Regions from separate parts of the Zea mays genome. Here region 1 is linked to region 2. Evidence: chromatin contacts called from public Hi-C data. All regions are on one chromosome and are shown on one strand. Each heading gives the region's core, a stretch centred on a gene start, on an enhancer-like site or on the middle of the called end of the contact. The rest is flanking DNA. Distances are from core to core; before and after follow the strand shown.

The links. A called contact is a pair of places that touch in the nucleus more often than the background predicts.
Region 1: a contact with region 2 is called in a Hi-C map of leaf, with 5 times the contacts expected there. The contact joins the promoter of LOC103638983 here to the enhancer-like site in region 2. A contact is called at or near these places in 4 of 25 Hi-C or Micro-C datasets (all in leaf).

Annotation. Positions count from the first base shown.
Region 1 is chr9:124,280,412-124,284,456 of Zm-B73-REFERENCE-NAM-5.0, forward strand. LOC103638983 reads left to right here and starts at 2,577. Exons shown (of 1, transcript XM_008661770.2): 1 at 2,577-3,535. The coding sequence starts at 2,835. The coding sequence ends at 3,227.
Region 2 is chr9:124,207,559-124,211,272 of Zm-B73-REFERENCE-NAM-5.0, forward strand. No RefSeq gene overlaps it. Among protein-coding and RNA genes, the nearest start is that of LOC103638982, 34 kb to the left of the region's middle. Within about 2 kb of position 1,768, at least 17 of the 20 cell types and tissues checked have an H3K27ac peak or open chromatin away from gene starts, as enhancers often do. A contact at or near this core is called in leaf, where this site is marked.

The sequences.
Region 1 (4,045 bases), core at 1,327-3,826, 74 kb after region 2:
CGATAAAGATTTGCAACGACAAATTACAAAGGAGAAAGAACGTATGAGACAATTTTTATTCAGAATAGTTGCCATCGTGAAATTTCTTGGTAAACACAATTTAGCGTTTCGAGGGTCCAATAATCATCTTTACAATGACCAAAATGGAAATTTCTTGGCTTGTGTTGAGATGGTTGCAGAATTTGATTTGGTAATGCAAGATCACCTTAGGCGAATTGAAAGAAAGGATATTCATTACCATTATCTTAGTAATAAAATTCAGAATGAGTTGATATCTCTTTTGGCTTCTGATATTACTAATACTATCATAAAGATTATTAAAGAGGCAAAATACTTCTCTATCATTCTCGATTGTACACCAGATGTTAGTCATGAAGAACAAATGTCTTTGAAAGTTCGATGTGTCAACATATCTAGCAACAAAATTGAGGTTGAGGAGTACTTTCCGGGTTTTCTAAAGGTGGATGACACATCTGGTTTGGGGCTTTTCAATGTTTTGATTGATTTCATTGGAGTCCTTTGGTCTTAATATTGATGACATAAGGGGTCAAGGTTATGACAATGGTTCTAATATGAAAGGAAAGCATCAAGGAGTACAGAAACAGTTGCTTGATAAGAATCCAAGAGCTTTTTATATACCATGTGCTTGTCATAGTCTTAATCTTACTCTTTGTGATATGTCAAAATCTTGTAGTAAAGCTGTTTCATTCTTTGGAATTGTGCAAAGAATATATGCACTCTTTTTAGGTTCTACAAAAAGATGGAAAGTTTTACTTGATCATGTGCCAAGTTTAACTGTGAAATCATTGTGCAACACTCGTTGGGAAAGTCGTATCAAAAGTGTGGCAGCAATTAGATATAAAGCTCCTCATATAAGGGCGGCTTTGTTTGAGTTACATCATGCTTCTGATACTGATCCCATGGCAAAGAGTGATGCAAAGAGTTTGTATGACTTGATTGGTACCTTTGAGTTCATTCTTGGTATGGTTATATGGTATGATATTTTATATGCTGTAAATGTTGTGAGCAAGAAGTTGCAATCATCATCAATGTGTCTTCACTCTACCTTAGAGCAAATAGATGGTATAATGAGTTACTTTGACAAGTATAGAAATGAAGGGTTTGCTTCTAGTATGGTGGTTGCCAAGGATATTGCTTCTGTAATGGGTGTAGAGGCATCATTTCTAATAAAGCGTCGTGCTCTAAGGAAAAAGCATTATGATGAAAATGATTGCAGCAATGAGGCAAATCTACAAGGTGAGAAAGATTTTGAAGTAAATTATTTTTTAGTTATGCTTGATATGGCAAGCAGTTCATTAAAAAATAGATTTGAAGACCTCCAAGTATTCAATGGTATATTTGGGCCTCTTCTTAACTCAGCATCAATGAAATCATTGGATCACATTAAACTCAGGGATTATTGTACCATGTTGGCAAAAACTTTCTCTGTCGATGATTCATTTGATTTTGAGGAAAATAATCTGACATCAGAGTTAAGAATATTGCAAATGACACTGCCAAATAGATCAATGTCTGCTATGGAAATTTTTGAGTTTGTTAGGAGAATGGATTGCTATCCCAATATATTTGTTGCTTATCAGATATTATTTACTATACCAATAACTGTGGCAACAGCTGAAAGGAGCTTCTCAAAGCTTAAGTTATTGAAGAATTATTTAAGGTCTACAATGTCTCAAGAAAGGTTAAACGGCCTAGCAACTTTATGTATTGAGAAGAAATTATTAGATGATGTCAATATTGAAGCCATCATTGATGATTTTGCATCTAGAAATGTTAGAAGACATTTTTAAGTTGATCTCTACAATATATTTGAGGTAATAATCTTACTTCTATTTTTTACTGCTCAAGTCTTTTTGTGGTACATCAAGTATAATTAGTTGATATATATAATAGTAAAAAATAGTTTTTTATGGTGTTGGGGTCTCTGTTTATAATCTTGTCCCAGGCCCTGAAAAGTCAGGAACGGCCCTGGCTGTAGAGAGAATCTGACTGTGCGGAGAATCTGAGTATCGTGGGGATTACGTGCGGAGAATGATGAACTGGTCCAAAGGGTTCAAAATCTAGAAAGCGACAGATTCCTACTATCGTGACGACTCAACCGATTTTCTGTTTATGTTGATTTTGGACGGTTTTTACCAAAGCGATTTTTATAAAAGCTGGCTGAAAAGCTGGAGCATTCAACAGCTTTTGGTGCCCAGAAACTTAAAAAAAAACTAAACAAACAGGGTCTACGTATGTTGTAAGCCATTTATGTCCAATCATTTCCCCACGTGTCAAATGAATAGGCAACTTGTTTTCTCTGTCTTTTTCTGACATGAATCAGATTTTATTGAATCTGTGATTTTGTCTAACAGCTTTTCTATCCTAAAATATTTTTGCAGGTTATAATTATAGACTCACAATAAATTCGAACTATGATTTTAATATAAAACATGTACAATAATCGTCCCATAAAAAGGAAGCCAAAGTTGAGGCAATTTAAGCAAGTCTTCCTTCAATTCGTTTTTCACCCGGTAATCTTATCTTGTGTTCCCCTTGATAGGAGGAGGAATCCTCTGGACACGCATCGTGGCCTCATATACGCGACCTGTCCCCTCCGCTCTGTTGCGGCGCTGCATGCCCAAACACGTGCGGAAAAGCGTGCGCCACACCGGTTACATTTAGCTGCTGTAGACGTAGGTGTATTTAATCCCCGGGCCGCCGGCCGGCTAATGACAACCACAATGCATGTGCTGAGTTTTGTATTATTTTAAGCTCTCGCACAGGCACAACAGTCGCCACCACCAGTAGATAGACTACTCCAGCTAGCTGTAATGGAGCATCAGGAGCTGGACCTCGAGCTCAGCCTCCAGCCCTGCTCGGCCTCGGCGGCGGAGGCGGCGCCTCCCGGCTTCTTCGTCTGCACCTACTGCGACCGCAAGTTCTACAGCTCGCAGGCGCTCGGCGGGCACCAGAACGCGCACAAGTACGAGCGCACCCTCGCCAAGCGCCGCCGGGAGATCGCCGCCGCCATGCGCGCGCACGGCGCCCGGCAGGACGACGCCGACGCCGCCTCCGGGCATCATGAGATGATGAGGTCCAGGCTGGTGGAAGCGCGTCAGGTGCCTGCTGTGCACTCTGCCGCCTTGCTGCGCGGCAGGAGCAGCTCTCTGGAGCACGGCGTCGAGCGCGCCGGCGAGTCGCTGGATTTGTCTCTGAAGCTATGACTTTTCGTTTCTCTCCACTCCAGCTGCATGCACGTCGCCGTTATTGCTGCCTCTTTGCATATATTAGATTCAATGGAACCCATGGAGTTTGCTTGACGATTTATCCACGGGGCTTCAGTCGTTTCTCTTTAATTTATTCTCCATTCCCAGATTTGTTGATTAACTTTCTCTCGCGTATCCAATCAAACGACTTTCGGGGTGGACAGGGTGTGGTGGTAGTGGTGGGGGTGGGGCTTCTTCCAGCTTGTTCCACTCGATTTAACTATGGACAACTTGTAACTTCATATGTTACCACGTTTTCTTGATAAGTCGATATCTACCGGTTATATTATAAACTCTTTCCGTTCTAAAATATAGTTATTTCTAGCCCACTTTTTCTATCCACGTTTATTCAAATGATAACGAATATAAACATACATAGAAATTTTGGATTAGTTTAAAACGAATTATATTTTAGAGTTAAAACGAATTATATTTTGGAGCGGAGTGGGTAACATAATACATGTTTGGACATATTTGTTTAGGATTAATTTTGGATTCCGTGCGAACTCCAAAGCCAAACATTTCAGCTTCTACTGGAAATTGGTTATCAAAATCCAAAGCCAAACATCCTCTACCACTACTGCAATCCACACAATTCTATGTGAACTGGCTATTAGAATTTGTTGATTAGGGAGCGACGATCATATTCTACGCACGTTTGCCAGCAGTTAGATAAAGATGTTATTAAATACCCCTAATACGTATTTGCTCGATTTCTCCACGTTGGATCCAATCCTAGCCGGTCCTGATTTAGTTGATTCATACACAATAATTAA
Region 2 (3,714 bases), core at 518-3,017:
AAATCAATGGCGCGGATTTAAATACCCCGGATCCGCCCAGAGCCGTCCGATCCGATATCTACCGTCGGGATCCAACCAGCACGCGCGCTCTAATCTACTCCGTCCAGCGGCCATCCGACGGCAGATCGGTCATCTTCCCCCCAACGGAGCCGAGCTGGGGAGCGCCCCTGCCCACGGCGGCCATCTCGCCGGTGCTCCACCAAATTCTACCGCCCCAGTGACTAAGTTCAATTAAACACGTGTGGAAAACCAAATTGAAGGCTAGGAGAACATGGAGGAGGTGTCTCACCGGTAATCGTCGCGGCGAAAAGGGTCGGTCCGCGACGAGGGAAGGTTCTGTGGCGGTGAAGTGCGTGAACGTAGGATTCCTCGGCTGTCCGGTCCATGTCGAGGTACGTGCGGCACTTACGCAGTTTGGCGATCACCCCAGACCCGCTTTGCAGACCTCGGACGGCGGCGCAACGCACGACGACGGTAGCGGGCGCTGGCGCACAAAGCTGCACACGGCGAGTGCGATTGACGTTGGTCTGGGCTCGGTATGGGAAGGTAGGTAAAGGTGAGATGGCGAGTGCGGCCGAGGAATCGTTCCCCACCATTATCTAGCCGCGAGAGCAACGGCCCAAGCGAGATTGTCGGCGCCAACCACGGCGGTGGGTGCGGCATTTCTGTTGAATCCAGGTCGAGGCGGTGGGGCCATGCTGTCGGTGCAACAGATAGGGCGTAGGTCAGGATGACCGGTGGGGCTCGCCAGTTGGCGTCCAACACCGTGACGCGCGCGAGGCATCAGCTGACGAAGCGGGCCCACGCGACAGTGGGAGAACGGTGGAGACGGCGTGCGGCGGAGTGAAAAGGGAAGTGGGCCGCGCGGGAGTGTTAGGGCATATGGGCCGAAATGGGGTAGTCCGGCCCAGGTAGCATTGCTATTCTTTTCTTTTTTCTTTTTTTCTGATTTATGTTTTCCCCTTTTTATTTTTGAATTCCAAATTTCAAATTCCAATTTTTGTGGCAAGTTTGTTCTCAGATCAAATACGAAATTTTGAATATTCTAGTATGGGATGAATCCATTGTTCATAAATTTATTAACAATGCCTTTATTTTATTAGCCACAAATGCACAATCAAGTAAAACTCAGCATGATGCATGATTTATTTAGGTGTTATTGGTTATTCAATCCCCTTTTGATGGTGTTTATTCACATGTGATATTAACTAGAGATGGTACACACATATAGATAAAGGAAATACTCTCTCTTCATATGAGTTACAAATTTAGGCATTACACCCAGGGTCCTCAAGTTCGTATATAAATTGTTTAACAGGCTCAATGATAAGTTGTAACTATGGTCAATCATAAATACTATTTTATATATTGTTGTGTTGTTATTTGATAGAAACAAGATGGGTCATAAATATGATGAACACTATCGCAATAATTTTAGAACTATATATTGATATATATTGATAACAGAAGCAGTCAAAGAATGAGAGGATGAAGAACTCAATAAAGACATTTTATTACTCAAAAAATTGAAAATCTATTTCTAACTGAAATAAGCTAGGGATGCTAATTTAACACGTAAACCTGAGATCCGAAAGTCTGGTTTTAGAGCTTTCTTAATACCACTTTCCCTTCAATAGTTTCCTCGATTCTACGCCAGCGGGCCGAGCAAGTTCCCCCGCCAGGCCGATTCACTCGAATGCTGGGCCACGCCCTAGCTATCAGACCTTTCGGCATACAGAATAGAAGTAGTGGCCTTTGGGCTCCGTGGCCTCTGCTGCTATGCTAGTGGGCTACTGGCCTCTGCGCGGCGGCTCTCCTGTCGACCCAGTACGTGGTGTGGTGGCTGGCTGCTGGTGTGGGATGTACGACGTTGCGATTAGTAATTCCTGAAAATAGGTACTACCTCCGTTCACATATTATTGATACTATTATTTTTTTCGAAAACTTTGACCACTCGTCTTATTTATAACTAGTCGGTTGACCGTGCGTTACGACGGTTCACAACAATACCTACGTAAACCATCCACAAAAAGAATCTCAATATTTTTTATTGATTGTCTCCGTTCTCCGCATAATATTTTTTTTGATTTGACTGACTGATGTTATTGTTTACTCCATCCAATATGTCTTGATACAACACGGCCACTGAAGAGAGCGATTACAAGCGAGTTCACAACGACTGACTGAACAAACAAAGCTTATAGAATAACATAATTCCACCATATAGATCAGACCAAATAAGAGAAAGTTTGTGAGTTCAAGTTTCTAAAATAAATTTCATGAACTCAAACTTATAAAAAAGATAGATCAAAATATGGAGTGGTTGCTAAACTAGATGCGTTCCATACAAATTATTATATTTTATAGCAATTACTAACGTTTAAAACCAACAAATAACCTTTCCTTTTACTGTTAGTATGACAAATCATCGTTGCTCCATCCAATTCAGCAATCTCAAATACCATGGAGTCCATTGCGCCAATGTGGTCTCAGAAATGACCTAATGCTTGCAAGAGCCAAGAACACAAGAGACGAGCACCGTATGGTAGTGCCCGCATGGATCTCCAAATCCTAACACATATTTTGCAGGATCTATGAGCCATCATCAGAAGAACACAAACCACGTGCAGATAATAAATAAAGTATTAACATATCCAAAGTATGTTCAGTCCTTAGCACAACAAAAAACTAACACCCAAAATAACAGAGGAACAACACAATAATTTTTGCAATGACAGAAGGACGAGTGACAGGTACATAGAAGCGATAGAAGCATACTGAGTCGACACCGTGGTAAGGAAAAGACCATGTAGACAGGCGATGCCGAGCCATTGAACGGGTACCATAGGCAGCAAATCAGTGACCCCCATCCCTCGCATCCCCACTTCCAAGGTTTCGTAGAGCAGGAAGGAAAGGGAAGAGACGGGCATACCTGTTCGTTGCCAGAGAAGAACACGACGAAGACATGAATATCTAGAGTCGACATAGATAGTATACCGCTAGATACATATAGGGAGAGAGCATGCAAGCAGAGAAAGAAGCTCAGCTGGAGCAGCACCAAACTGAGAGGCACTCGCACCAGGCGTCGATCCGAGAAGAGCGAGAGAATGCGAGTGCCTTCCCAGCCCTGGACCTGCCGAGGCGACACAACACCACCACCAACTCCGTAGCATATGCCGACTACTGCCACGCTACGGACCTTAGTTGTCCAATATCTCAGACCTGAACTCCTCATTGCCAAGATAACCTAAGCGTGGCTGTCGCCACCGTGTCCTCCTCGGCGGCATGCACGAAGAAAGGCCAGGAGCAAGACCGACTTGCCCCGTACCCGCGTCGAAGAGCATCTGTCGGCTCGCGGCTGCGACCGTGGGCGGGGGCAGTAGGTTGGCGAGGAAGAACATGGCGAAGGCCAGGAAGACGAACGGGACGCCCAACAACGGCGAAAACGATGGTGCGCGCATACTATGAAACGTCCTCGTGGACGTGCAATAGCCACTGCGCGGGTAGATGTCGAGGCTGGTGTTGAACGAATACGGGGAGGAGGCGCCTGCTCCCACGCCCTCTTCTGAGAATGGGGTGGCGCAGAGACGGAGGCATGAAGGGAGAGACGAGGTGGCGACAACTGAGGCGAGGACCATCATTATCGTGCGGTGGTATAGATGATCAAATGGGCCGTGTATGACGGGCCGACCTGAGGCACGACCCATTTAATAG